Regions from separate parts of the Hordeum vulgare genome. Here region 1 is linked to region 2. A link is a contact called in public Hi-C data. All regions are on one chromosome and are shown on one strand. Each heading gives the region's core, a stretch centred on a gene start, on an enhancer-like site or on the middle of the called end of the contact. The rest is flanking DNA. Distances are from core to core; before and after follow the strand shown. Region 1 overlaps LOC123443596 (chaperone protein dnaJ 15). Region 2 overlaps LOC123443593 (metal transporter Nramp4-like).

What was found. Hi-C and Micro-C count contacts between places; a contact is called where the count stands out from the background.
Region 1: a contact with region 2 is called in a Hi-C map of seedling, with 2.7 times the contacts expected there. The contact joins two enhancer-like sites. A contact is called at or near these places in 2 of 6 Hi-C or Micro-C datasets (leaf and seedling) and 1 of 1 datasets of contacts at active chromatin or transcription factors (embryo).

Annotation. Positions count from the first base shown.
Region 1 is chr3H:239,897,892-239,904,599 of MorexV3_pseudomolecules_assembly, reverse strand. It overlaps LOC123443596 (chaperone protein dnaJ 15), which reads left to right. Exons shown (of 12, transcript XM_045120043.1): 12 at 421-807. The coding sequence ends at 639. Among protein-coding and RNA genes, the nearest start is that of LOC123443596, 37 kb to the left of the region's middle. Within about 2 kb of position 2,264, at least 3 of the 3 cell types and tissues checked have open chromatin away from gene starts, as enhancers often do. A contact at or near this core is called in leaf and seedling, where this site is marked.
Region 2 is chr3H:239,410,087-239,417,446 of MorexV3_pseudomolecules_assembly, reverse strand. All of the region lies in intron 5 of LOC123443593 (metal transporter Nramp4-like), which reads left to right. It overlaps LOC123443595 (a long non-coding RNA gene), which reads right to left. Exons shown (of 2, transcript XR_006630743.1): 1 at 2,147-7,360; 2 at 162-2,060. Among protein-coding and RNA genes, the nearest start is that of LOC123443595, 7.2 kb to the right of the region's middle. Within about 2 kb of position 1,701, at least 3 of the 3 cell types and tissues checked have open chromatin away from gene starts, as enhancers often do. A contact at or near this core is called in leaf and seedling, where this site is marked.

The DNA of each region.
Region 1 (6,708 bases), core at 1,015-3,514, 490 kb before region 2:
CCAAAGAGGCACCCAGCAAACACGCATCTCTCGATGCAGAGGCCGGGGCTCAGCCTCCTTTTCTAAAAAAAAGCAAACACGGCTACACGATGGGTTTATGGCGCAGAGGAACCCGGAGAGCTGCAGGGGCCGGCAGGGCCGGGCAAGAAACAACATATGTGAACTGGGGATAAGCGCTGGAGAGACCCCACGGCCACCATTGGCTGGCCGACGACTCCCTCAAGGGGGGAGTAACAAGATAATGAGGTTTTGTTGGCGAGGAGAGCGACATGGGAGGCGTATGATCGGAATCAAAACAAATAGTCACATGTGTGCTGTTATAATTACGAGAGTTGATCCTGAATACAGAAAATAATTTATTGTGACATTCAGTACGAACATTTGATATACATTGTTGCTAAAGATCTGTGATCTCTGCAGGTTGATGATATGTTGAGAGAAAGGGATGACATCCATTCTTCATTCACGACCGAACGAACTATCACGAGCTCACTTGGAGCTGGTAGCAGCAGCAGTAGATATCCAGTTGAGCAGAACAAAACTGAGAGTCCCGAGAACGGTAACATAGATGGCAGGGAAAAATCGACTAAAAAGAAGTGGTTTAATCTAAATCTTAATAGATCTGACAGGAGAGCCTGAGCAGTTTATTTTCATCAATGTCAGCATCGGCACATCCACCGTTGTACATTACGGAAGCTCAATTGTATTTGTGTACACTTGGCGTTGTTTTTCATTTCTAGCATAGCAGTTTTGAGTACAATCGTGTACTATTCATTAACAATTCTTCTTCCTCCACTTGAGGTACGATTGCCTGGTGTCACAGTTTCCTTTCTCTATTCCCATTGTTAATCATCCTGGGAGAGCATATTATGTTAAGGCGCTTGCTACAAATCAACTTGATTCCTCTTTCAATCACCGCATCAATCTCCCCCCAACATCTTCTACCTCCACTGCCCGTGGCATCTATGGACAGCACCACACCGTTGCAGTTGTATCGTCGGGGAGCAACACCATGGATGCTGAGTTCCAGCTCTGTCAGCGGCGAGCAGCAGCATGGGTGATGCGTTGAAGCTTCGTCAGTCAGTGAGCAGCGTCATGGATGCTGTGTTGTAGCACCATCGTCGCTGCCGCGTTGCAGTTGCAGCTCTATCGCTGGCGAGCAGTTGCTGTGTTGCAGCTTTGTCGGTGGCGAGCAGCGCCATGGATACTGCGTTGAAGCTTCTTCGCTGGCGAGCGGCCCCATGGATGCTATGTTGAAGCACCATCAATGCCGCGTTGCAGCTCTGTCGCAGGCGAGCGCCCCATGGATGATGCGTTGCAGCTCTGTCATTGACGTGCATCGTTGTCACAACATGATGCGGTTACATTAACGTCTCCTCTCCTCTCAACCGCGGCTCCATGCTTCACCACAACCACGGAAGGCAACAGTCGGTGCTTAGAAGTAGCGTTGACAATTGCGGGTTGAAGCTTGATCGCAGTGTGGCCAGCCGTGTGTGGGATGTATGGTGGTTCGTGTTGAGCTCGGCCCCATGGCTAGCCGACATGAGGAAAGGGGAGAAAAAAGAATAAAACAAGAGCATGTGGCTCAAAGGAAGATAAGGTTGGGGAGAATGTGGACAGGCCCCCCAGAGGACACTCGTCTAGTGAAGGAGGTTTACTTAAGGAAAAGATCAGCCGGTTTAAAGTAAATGTTTTCGTTATGTTAAACTGTGTTGGAACGTTGCACAGTTTCTGTAGTTGTGTGGTACTCCCTTCGTCCCAAACTTGTCTAGATATGAATGTATGTCTAAGACAAGAATTTTAGAACGAAGGGAGTAGTCTTTAGGATCTTCGTGATCACGACTTGGGTGCCTATTCTCCAGGGCGCTCGGTTATATAGGGAATCCGCTAGAGATGCCCTTAGGAACCTCTCAGTACGATCAAGGGAAGAATTATTCTCCTCAACTCTAGCTGTCCGTACTCCCCGCCTATGATTCCGCCATCGGTTCAGCTCACCCAACAATCTTCTGTGCCATTGCTTCCACGGGCGGAGCTACAGGGTGGACGGCCCACCCTGGAAATTCGGAGCAGCCTATATACCTATGGATCATTAACTGGGCCAGAGAAAAAAAAAGTCCCAATAATAGTTACCTGTTGACCCAGGGGCCAGGACCAACGCAGACACAACCCACAATCACGTCCTTGTTCCACATCAAGCCAGGGGACAACCGCCTCGTCCTGACGCTCTCGTGCCTCGCAAACCCCGGTCGCTGCCCTTGCCGGTCGTTGACTCGCCGGCCGAAGCCCAGCCCTGGATGGGGATCCCGCCTCTCCTTCCCTGTGAGCTGCGTGTGTCCCTGTCCCGTGCGGCTGCGCCCTGCCCCGGCTTGTCTCCTACAAGTGTAAGTGCAGATCTTGCTCCCCTTGTAGCTATTTTTTTTTAATAATATATTTTTTAAATTAAATTTGATAAATAATATGCAGTTTGAATTTTTTACGAAAATAGTACACCTTCGGTCGCAGGTTAGCCGATAGGTCCCTATCGGCCGCGGTGTAGCCGACTGGGCCTATTCGGCCGCAGCTTAGCCGATAGATTCCTGTTGGCAGCAACGTAGCCGACTGGACATCACGCTACAAATCCCGGCTTGAACTCATCGCACGCCGCACCACATCCAGCCACCACGTCCCGGCCATTACGCAGACACATCCAACTAACGCAACCGGCGGACAAAGCCCACGCACACAACTCACGCACGAAGGACGAGGAGAGAAAAAGAGATCAGGAGGCGGGCGGGCTGTTCAGCAAGACGACATGGATTGATTGATTGCATGGCTGTATGCACGTGAGTTCATGCATGTACTACCTAGCCTATACTTGCACTACATACTACTAGTATAAGGTATAGTCTTACAAACACATGCAGGTTTACAATTTGGAAGGCCAAATCCACATCTATGATATGCATGCAAGGTAGCATACCGTATACGTATCTCTTAGAGTACCCGTATACCGGCAACCTGGCCGACGGCGTATTTAGCCAAAAATAAGACACAAATTGATACGTCCAAGACAGCCAGAAGTCTCTTGTTCGATGAATGCTTTGACCTCACGCACAAGTTGTTTTCTTTTGCAGGAGTGTGCGTCAAAAAGATCGATCAAATGCATCAAGAGGCGAACAGGCAGCGGGAGAGGCACGTCCAGAGAGAAGAAGTCACGCGCACATATCTCCATCAGCCACGCCGCGCACATCCATTAGAACATCTCCAACAGTCGCGCCGCGCGTAAAAAACCTGTTTGCCGCGCGCGCTTCGGCTGGTTTAGCGCGGCCGCCAGCGCTGGCTCCAACGACCGCGCTATAATGCAGCGCGCGCTGCTCTAGCAGCGTACAAAAATACAGCGCGCGCAGCACGCACAAACCACACATACATTTCAAAAAATAGGAGCAAAAATGATCAAACACACAAAATAAATGAACAATAAATAGTCATTACAACTCAAACAAATAGTTTATCGTTCGGTACAACAAATAATGCGAGGGCCGGCGGGACTAGGAGGGAGTGGGGCGGAAGCGCGGCGGCGCAGGGATAGGCCGGGGAAGCGCCTGAACGGCCGCCGGGGGGCGCAGGCGGCGGCGGCGGGGATAGGCCGGGGAAGCGCCTGAATGGTCGCCGGGGGGCGCGGGCGACGGCGGCGGCGCGGGGATAGGCCGGAGAAGCGCCTGAACGGTCGCCAAGGGGCGCGGGCGGCGGCGGCGGCGTGGCCGCATGGGGGGTGGGAGTGGGAGAGCGAGCGCGCGAGAGTCCAGCGCGCGGGAGCTGGCGCAGCAAATAAGCGGCGCACGATTGCGTTTCGGCCAGCGCGCTGAACTGCATATGCCGCGCACGCCGTTTTTACGCGCCCGCTGGAGCCACCCGCCGCGTTGCGCGCGTGCTAAAACGGTCTAATTTGCGGCGCGTCGCTAGTTTAGCGCGGTTGTTGGAGATGCTCTTAGCCCCATGCGTTCCAGTTAACCTTGCTGCGGGCGAGTTAGTTCCACTTACACTTCCAGTCGGCCTTGCCGAGGCCGAGTAGGACCAGTCGGCCTCACCAAGGCAGAGTAGTTCCATTCGGCTATGCCTCGACCGACAGGAGCCCATCGGCCATGCCGCGGCCGATGATGTATTATTTCTGTAAATAATTCGAACTGTGTATTATTTATCAAATTTAACTAAAAGAATATAGTATTTTTCAAAAATTCGATGTTGAGATGAATTAGAATTCCCCCTGTCATCAGGAGTGTGAGGAACTTGGTAGTCTTCTTCGCTCAGCAGCCAATGCAGTCGAAGCACCTCGAGTGGCCGAGCTTCCAGAACACGAACGCTTGCACATAAAGATTTTTTCCTTAGGTAAGTGTTATTCAAATTCTGTTTTCATATATTTTTAACAGTGCAATGCATTCCCTTGTGGGCTTATCATCTTACCACGTTTTGATTCCCCAATTTCTGGATTACGATTATCATGTACTCCCTCCGTCCTAAAATAGTACTCCCTTTGATTTTGGGACCGAAGGAGTAGATGAACCGGACACATGCATAATTTTACACATTTCTGCCATAAATAACTTTTGAAGGTAGTACTATGTAGGTTACTTTATACAAAACTTAGACTTAATTTAGAATTTGAGTGTGATTGTAAGATCATATTGATGTATTTCTATGTGATATTGGAAAGTAGTTAGAGCCTTTACATGGTATATTATCTTTTCCTGCTTCTGTCGTCCGTCATGCCACTTTTACAAAAAAGCCTGTGACGTTTCCTGAAATCAACCCGCAGTCCGGATTTAAGTAAGAAAACGAATTGTTTTTTTGCATTTTTCAGAAAATCCCCTGATGTTTCAGGTAATTAACCCGTCGTCCGTATTTAAGTCAGTCGAAACGTTTTTTTTGTTTTAACAAAAGAAAACCTGACTTTTCAGTTAATCAATTCATATTTTATCTAAAACAAAAGTATCCATATCTTTTAAACCGTAACTTCGACTTTAACATGTTATATATGAAATTTGATTAAAAAAAATGTGTAGAATCTAAATAGGATGTTATTTCCAACTGTTGAATACTTTTTAAATATTATTTTTGGTGCAAACTTAATCTGTAGTGCATGGTTCTTTTTTTTTCTCTCTTTCCAGCGACGATATGAATTGTAATAAACATCCATTAAATTAAAACCAAATTGAGAGGAAAGAAAACATCGTTAACCATACATGCACACCTTTGGAAAACCTCGTGGGGAGAAACAACATATTTCTCATCTTATTCCGAGTGACTGTACACTCAAACGCGTTTTCGTTGTGTGAGCACTAAGGCCATCGTCGGCAACACAAATGTGATGTCATGTGAAAATATATTTGCGTTCAGAGCGTGTGTTATTTTCTCTTCCGTTGCAACGCACGGGCTCTTTTGCTAGTTTCTTATAAAAAATGAAGGGACGGACCACCCTGGTCTCCAATGCTAGCTCCGCCGTTCATTGCTTCTGTCGTTGAAGCTGCCACAATACTTGCTGTCCATGTTGGTACTACCCCCTCTATTTCCTTGTCACTACTGCCCGTGCTAATACGCCACGGTACACTTCTCCACTGCTCCACCACCAATCTCTTCATCTTGCCACCCAATCCTTAGTGATCACATCATAAATTACAACCAATTAGGTCATCTTTAACACACATCCTTAACATGTTTGGACCGACGTGTGTCTGGACGATGCGAGCTATCCAATGAGGTGCCCCATCGGTATGTGGACGTGCCCGCGTGTTTGGAATCATGCAAACCACGTCTGCCATTTTCGCGCATGAGCGCCACGTCGCACCCAAAACTATCTTCGCTCGAAACCCCTCTCCGTGTAAAGTGGTTGCTGCACATTCATGCCGGCCAGGACGCTGTAGAGCAGATGGGACTCCACGACATTAATGCTGGTCAGAGCAACGCGATCTAAAGAGCGGGCGGCGCCGCTTCAATGTCAGCGCAACGACTGAGAAGCTTACTCCGTTCGTTGAGCCGCATCGAAGCCGGTTGCCAACCCGTTCCCATGGCCACGGCTATATAGCACGACTTAGGCGCCGTCCACACCACACCTTCTCCTCTCCCCTCACTGATGATCTGCTTCTCTTCGTCTTGCTCATTGCCATTGATAATATCGAAGTCTTGATTCTCCACGCTAGCATGTGGTGGCTCTGGATCTCTTTGCGATCTGGATCATGGGGCCGCTGTCGTCGCTCTCCAGAGCCATCGTCCTCCACAACACTCAACTCCTCTAGGAAGGAGGAGATCATCCTCTCCTTCGACGATGAGCAAAAGGAGCCGCAACAACACCAATGCCTCCTCACGGAGGCCGCTATGATAGACGTGAAGTACCAGGCGTACTTGGAGCTCCTCCTCGAGCGATTGCTCAAGGACCACGGTTCGGCACCGCCCTCGCCGTCAATCCATCGCGCCAAGCCAATGTTAGGACATGCAGTAGAAAACAAAAAAATTCCGTCCTATGATCAAGACCTTGGATCACTATGAAGATGCATAGAAGGTAGATAGGATCATTACCAACTACCAGTTTCGACGGAAAAAGAGTTGGCGTCGATCGTTCATCAAGTCCCACGAAGCGTCCACGATGATCCCTCAAACCGAAGACCGAAAACATGGCTTCCCTACGGATTGCACACGTTTGGGCTTTACAATCTGATAGTGCTTCACGGTCCAAAT
Region 2 (7,360 bases), core at 452-2,951:
TGAGCAGTCGCGACAAAGATAACAAGGTGGCCTTGCCTACGGCGGCATCACCGGCAGATTGCTAAGGGTCTGCCCTCAAGCTTTCACGCTACCGATGTGCACACCGGTAGGCATACCCACCAAGCGTAAGGATTCAAACAAGCAAGTACAAAATTGAGCACTAAAGGAAATATACATTTGTCCTAAGCAGACGAAATGTAGTGCATACAAAGTTGTGCCATTAACCCGCGATAAATGTTTTGGGTACACGCATTGCAGAAACAGGAGGTTAATTGTTTAGGGTTACAGAGCCAACATTATCAAAGATCAGGACAACAAGGTCGTCGTGTTCACTGGTGTCGAAACCCTTCGGAAATCTGGAGAAGGCTTTGCTCAGATCAACGTCGGGGTTGTGATAGGAGACCTTCACCGGGACCTTGTGGAGGGCCTCGCGACACAGCTCACAGCAGCCATGGAGGAATTCGTCAACCCTCCCCACTTCATACTCCGCCAAGACGTCGACGAACTGTCGAAAGAAGATGGATAGACGTGCGCTCGCCGTCTCCCGAGCATCGCTGGAGAAGGTGCACTCCTCCAAGCCCATCTTTACGAGTTGGGTGGAAAGCATGCCGACGATGTCCACTAGCTGCTCCGTCCACAACCCAACGCTTTCCTGGAGTTTGTTGGAGACGTCCGTGGCATAATCAAGCAGTTCCTTCTCCTTCTGGAGTTCTTCAAGCAAACTGCGCTCCCTACTCTGGGTGGCCTCCAGGATGCCTTCATGGGTGCTCCTCGCGCTCAGGCCAGCATTGGTGGTCGCGGCAACCTCCAGCTCCTTGGCCTTGTCGGTGAGTCCCGCTTGCAGGTCTGCCAAGGCCGGAGTGCCCTTCTGGGTATCATCCTTAAGCTTCAAGATCTCCTGTTTGGAGGCAGCGAGGTCCAGTTCCAGCGGATGTACCTTGCCTTCCAGTTCGACCTTGGCAGATTGAGCAGCTTCGGCGGGCCTCCTTGAGTTTGCCGGTGTGCTCCACTGCTTGTTCCTCGAGGGCGCCCTCGTGCTGCAGTTCTAGCTCCCGGATCCGGCTCTCAGGTCCAACCTTCAGGGCCACCTCCCGGGCGGCAAGTTCCTCTTCATGGGCTTCAAGTTGGACCTTGCGCGTGATCTACTCAGCCTCAGACTTGGCAAAGGAGTCCTCGTCCTCCTTGTTCGGTTGCTTTAAAATTGGAGGGGTTTCAAGCGGATTGAAAGGAATTAAATCCTCTACAAGTTAAATTTCATGTCAATCAATCCCATCAAGAACGGGATTGGAAGGGATTGAAGGGAATTGACATGAAATTTGACTTGTAAGGGATTTAATCCCTTTCAATCCGCTCCAAACCTCTCCAATTTTAAAGCAACCGAACAAGGCCTTAGGATCTTCTCCGCCTCGGGCCCTCGGCCTTCCACTTTATGAAGGCGACTCGATCCTTAGCGAGGTACTCTCGGTCCTCGGTGAACTCCTTGCGCTTCTCGACGAACCAGTCTTGCGAGTCGGCGAGGCGCTCTTGGAAACTTTCTTCCGCCGTGGCGAGGAGGGCTTCTCCACGGTCCAACTTCTACGAGAAGTTGGCATAGTGCGCCTACAGCTGTCGTAAGCCCTCGCCCAGGGAAGACAGGATGGCGCGTGCTCCTTGGCCTCGTCATTTCCACCACGAGGGTTGACTCTCACCTCCCCTCCGGCGGTGGCAATAGTGTCGTCGATGGCCTTGAGAACTTCCAGGGAAGGTGACAGACTACAAGTCTCCCACCCTAATGTATCGGCTTCGTGGTGGCGCTTTTGACGTTGACGGCCCAGCGGCTGTTCCGCTGGCAGCCCCGGTCATGATGAACGCACCCGCCCCAAGCGGTCCTGAAGCGGAATTGCTCTCGGAGTCCGTCAACACTTCCACACACGGCATCGCAGCAGGTTCCTTGCCGACTGCCTTGGTGTCGCTGCGATCTGCCTCCTCTTCAGCAGCAATCCGACTCGCCTCGTCGGTGGCCTCCTTGGCAACCTCCTCCACACTGGGGCCAGCGCCCGTGCCCTCAGGCGGAGGCAGATCTGCAGCAAAGAGATTGGGATCAAGGAATTTCAAGAAGACAAAAAGAAAAATGCAGAAACAAAGATTTCAGCAATAAGGGACTTACTCGTGGGTTCTTTTTGAGGAGGGGCATCCTCTCCCCCAGCAAGATTTGTTGCGTTCACTTGGCCACCGGCGACATCGTCTGCCAGCATGCCCTAAGTGCGGACAGGCTCATCGGTAGAAGCCCTTGCCGGAGAGCTCCCCTCCGGGGTCGAGCGTACGTGAGCTGCCTCCGGGCGCTCGGACTCCACCTGCGGTGGGATGGAGGCGGCGTCGTTGGCGTGCGCGCCTACATTCATCGACGGATGCGGAGGCGTAGCCTCGCGCCAGGGGCTCGTCGATGGACTGAGATCTATGACCTCCCGTCCTTTTTTTCTTTTTTTGGAAAAGGAGGTTAAACCTCCGGCCTCTCCATCAATCGATGCATGCAGCCATCTTTATTAATTATTCCACAAAGGACTAACAGGAGTATACATCAATTCACCCAAAGCCACCACTCACACCTACAAACTCGATAATGTGGAGTGCTCTCACTCCACATATCTAAGACCGGTGTTGTCGCTAATCCATCCGCATAACGTATTGGAAGCAACAGCCGATGCAGCACACCTAAAACGCACACCTCACGCATACGTTTTACAAGCCGTCATCATCATCGAACCACTGACCCATCTTCAAGAAAGAGATCCGCATCTTCCATGCCAGTCCAAACATCCGTCAACGCCACCACGGCGCCCAACGGCGCCACCGCCCTGCGCACATCCGTCCAGATGCGAAGACCTCCCGTCCTGGCACTGAGCTTGTCGCCTTCCTCGCGGTGGATGCAGGTTTCGCCCTCTTGTCCGGCCACTAAACCAAGGGCTCCTCGTCCCTGCAGGAACAACAACAACAACAACAACATGATTCAACGAAAAAACAAGCAAAGATGAATCAAGGATCGAAAGGGCAAGCACTCACTCGTCATCCTCTTCCCCCCAGCCGAAGGAAGACAAGATCCACATCCCCTTCTGGTGGGGAGCGGGGGCTGGTGGCGGAGTAGGCGCCCTGGAGCGCCAAAGGAAGACAAGATCCACATCCCCTTCTGGTGGGGAGCGGGGGCTAGTGGCGGAGTAGGCGCCCTGGAGCGCCCTACTGGCTCGCCATAAGCGCTTTCCACGCATGTGGCGGCTGTCCACCTCATTCGCCGCGGCCGGGAAACATCAGCTGCGGGGTCCTCCTCCTTCCCTTCGCCCTCAACCTCCGGGGGATGAGCGCGACGGACCGGCTCCCTTGTATTGGCCCTACGGAGCACATGCGTCCTCTTGGGGACGTCGCGAATCGGGGGCTCCGCAAGCTCCGGCTCAGCCACAACCTCCGCGCGGCGAGCTCCTCCTGCCGGCGCTATGCTAGCGTCTCCTCGTCACGCCCCTCCTCATGGTGGCCCTCCTCCACTCTGCTTCTGCCCATGTTAAGGCCCGCTTCCGCTTCGATGGGGACTGAGATCCAGTGACTTGTGTTCCGCAAGTCACGTTGTAACTGGCTCCCTCTCATCAGCCCTCCAAACAACATCTAACGGACAGGAATGACCCAAAGCAAAAAAAGGCCTCCACACTACACCTGGGCATCCATCCAACACAGCTAAACAAAGAAAATGCTTCAGCCTTGGCCGTTCAGTCACTAGATAGTACAATCAACAATTTTCAGTCAGCTAACAATACAAATGTAATAGTACTAACAGCTTATATATGTACTGAATAAAAGAATATGGTAGAGATAAGAGAACAGTTTTTTTTGCAGAGATAAGCTACAGTTCCTTTTTTGCAGAGAATGAATCAAAAAGTTAGTAGAGATAAGCTACAGTTTTTGTAGAAATAAACTACAGTTTTTTACAGAGAATGAATTGGATGATGTAGAAATAAACTTGCATGCTAGAACATATCAGCATCATCACAAGGTGTAGCCGACAAGACCTGCTGGGTGCTAGACGTCGCTGATTCTCATTTGCATTTATTTTTCGTTTGAACAAGGGTGCTAGACGTCGCTGGACAAACACCGATGACTGTGGACGGCGAGATTCAACGGCGCTGGGAGCGTGATGTGCATCTTCGTCCACTATAACTGTGAGCTTCTCCGTCTTGAGGCTGCGTTGCACTTCCTGAGGTAGAAAAAAAGCCAAAATACGACGACCAACGATGTGATGCCAAGGACACGGGAGACAGAGAACGAGCGGGCCGCGACACTAGCACCCAAGCCCACAATGTCTTCCACCTCCTCCTCCCCCTCCTCCTCTTCGAGAGTGCAAAAAATGAAGCTAAATCATACATGCTGAAGTAACTCTGGGCATGCAAGTTTATTTCTACATCATCAGATTCATTCTCTGCAAAAAACTGTAGTTTATTTCTACAAAAAATGTAGCTTATCTCTACTAACTTTTTGATTCATTCTCTGCAAAAAAGGAACTGTAGCTTATCTCTGCAAAAAAAACTGTTCTCTTATCTCTACCATACCATATTCTTTTATTCAGTACATATATAAGCTGTTAGTACTATTACATTTGTATTGTTAGCTGACTGAAAACTGTTGATTGTACTATCTAGTGACTGAACGGCCAAGGCTGAAGCATTTTCTTTGTTTAGCTGTGTTGGATGGATGCCCAGGTGTAGTGTGGAGGCCTTTTTTTGCTTTGGGTCACTCCTGTCCGTCAGATGTTGTTTGGAGGGCTGATAAGAGGGAGCCAGTTACAACGTGACTTGCTGAAGACAAGTCACTGGATCTCAGTCCCTTCGATGGTGGCGAGTATCATCGACCCTTCATCCCTGACGCACGCCTCCGTCAGGTCGTCGAACCACGCCTGCACCACCTCCTTTGTCGGGGCCCGCCACATGGGATCCACCCCGTGCACGTTGCAGGCCGGCATCATCGCTACTATCGCATCTTTGAGGGAGTTGTTGCAGAGCAGGATGATGGACGGCGGGAGTATGAACTTGACGTCTGGGTGGAAGAGCTGGTGGCGGAGGGAGACCAGCTACAGGAAGGTCAGGTCGCCGTCGCCCGGGGCTTACTCGCATGACATCGACATGACCAACAAACTCCCATGCGTAATGCCCTATCCTGGAGAGGGGCAATGCGCCTGACGAGGAAATCAGAGCCCGCCATCTCTATGGTGAGCCCAGCAGCCCTCAGCCGGAGCATTCGGGTGATGGCGATCTCCAGCTTAGCGTCGTCTGGAGCAAGGGCACTCCAAGCATCCTTCTGGACGGGTTTCAACTTATGGACCTCCGTGAACGATGAGGACTCCTCGAAACAACCGCCTCGCTCAACCACTCCCATGACCCGCAGTCAATACGCGTCGTGGGAAAGCACTAAAAATCATCATAACCGCAGGCAATTGCGATCGCGTGTGCGTGTGTACTGTTTTTTGGGCCTAGACCAACAAACATCAGACACACAAGTGTGGCCCAGGCCCGGGGGCTACTGTCGGTGTATTAAAATATGGGGGCTTTAGTACCCAGACTTGTACACAGGTAGTCGCGGCCTCGAGGCCGGCAAGACCCTACCGGGCAACATTAACCTTCAAGCAACAACAAGCGAAGACCATAAACAAGGCCCCGGCAGACCTGGCAGCCATCGCGCCCGGCAGGACCCCTCCGCATCTCCGCCCGCTCCACCTCACCACGCTGATTGTCAACATGAGTGAGGTGTCGAGCAGACGGGCAGTTAGGTGGACCTAGTCAGAGGCCTCTAGCAACAGTCAGAGACATGTAGTAGCTTTAATGACACCCGTCCTACGGCGTGTCAAATAAATAAAAGGTGGATGGGCGAACGACACAGAAGGAGAGACAATCCTTGTCGGGGAACGTCGCCAGTGCGCCACCTCATGACGCATTTAATGTGCCTGGTTGCGTCCATCTAATAGTATTTCCTACTATAGCTTTTGTCAGTAGTTTTGGCAGCTATTGTGTGGATTATTCTCCAACCAAAAGATTTTTTTAGCCACTGTGGTAACCCCTTGGACTATAAAAGGAGGTCCAGGGCTACCTTTAGAAATGTCGACTCTCTGTTCATTCTATATGCGTAGCTCCTGCCCTTGATCATCCTTGCCGGCGAGCGCACCTGTACTGTGAACACCCACATAATCCACCAGAGCACATGACGTAGGGTTTTACACTTCTGAGCGGCCCGAACCTGTCTAAACCACCGTGCATGCAGCCGTCGATGATGCTCTTCGTGCACCCATAGTCCCCGCATATTCGTAGCAAAGGGGCCTTGCTGGTCCCATAGATCGAAGTAGAGAAATCACCCCGACACCCTGCAAATGATAACTTGGTGAGAGATTAATAGGATAAATTGCATTCATCAAAGCCTCAACCCAAAAATGTTTACATAGCTTTGCACTTGATAGCAAGCATCTAACTCTCTCCACAATTGTCTTGTTCATCCTCTCACCAAGACCATTCAGCTGTGGTGTCTTCGAGGGAGTGAATTGATGCTTAATACCTTGCTGCTTACAATATGCATCAAATGACCCAATATACTCTCCTCCATTATCAGTGCGAATGCACTTGATCTTCTTCTCAGTTTCTCTCTCAACTGAGGCTTGAAATTGCTTGAATACATCTAGTACTTGATCTTTGGTCCTCAAAACGAAGGCCCAAACTTTCCTGAAAAAGTCATCAATAAAAATCACAAAGTACTTAGCACCACCAAGAGATCTGACCAACATTTTGCAAATATCAAAAGGTATCAAGTCCATCTTCTCAGGCTTCTTGTGAGGAGGTAGAGTCTTGAAGTCAACTCTGTGTTGCTTCCCTGCTAGACAATCTGAACATTTCTTGATGTGAACTTCTTTCACACCCTTCAACTTTTTTTTCTTCACTAGCACTGTCATCCCCTTCTAACTCATGTGCCCAAGTCCCTTGTGCCATAGAGCACAATGATCATCCTTCTCTATTAAATTGACAGAAGCTGTAAAGAGCTTACTATCACATGATACAAAACTGAGACTATTTTATCTCTTGCAACAATCATGTTGTCTTTGGTGAGCTTATATTGCCCTTTTCCAAAACTGCCAAAATAATCATCTCCATCAAGCAAACCAACTGAGATAATGTTGAGATGAAGTGCCTCAACATGCCTCACACACATGAGGACTAACCTTGTATCATTTGCGGTTTCCAAATGCACATCTCCTTTTCCAATGATGGCTGCCCTATGATTGTTCCCATCTTCACAACACCAAAATCACCAGATATATGGTTAGTGAAGAGCTCTCTATGAGATGTAACATGAATGGTAGCAC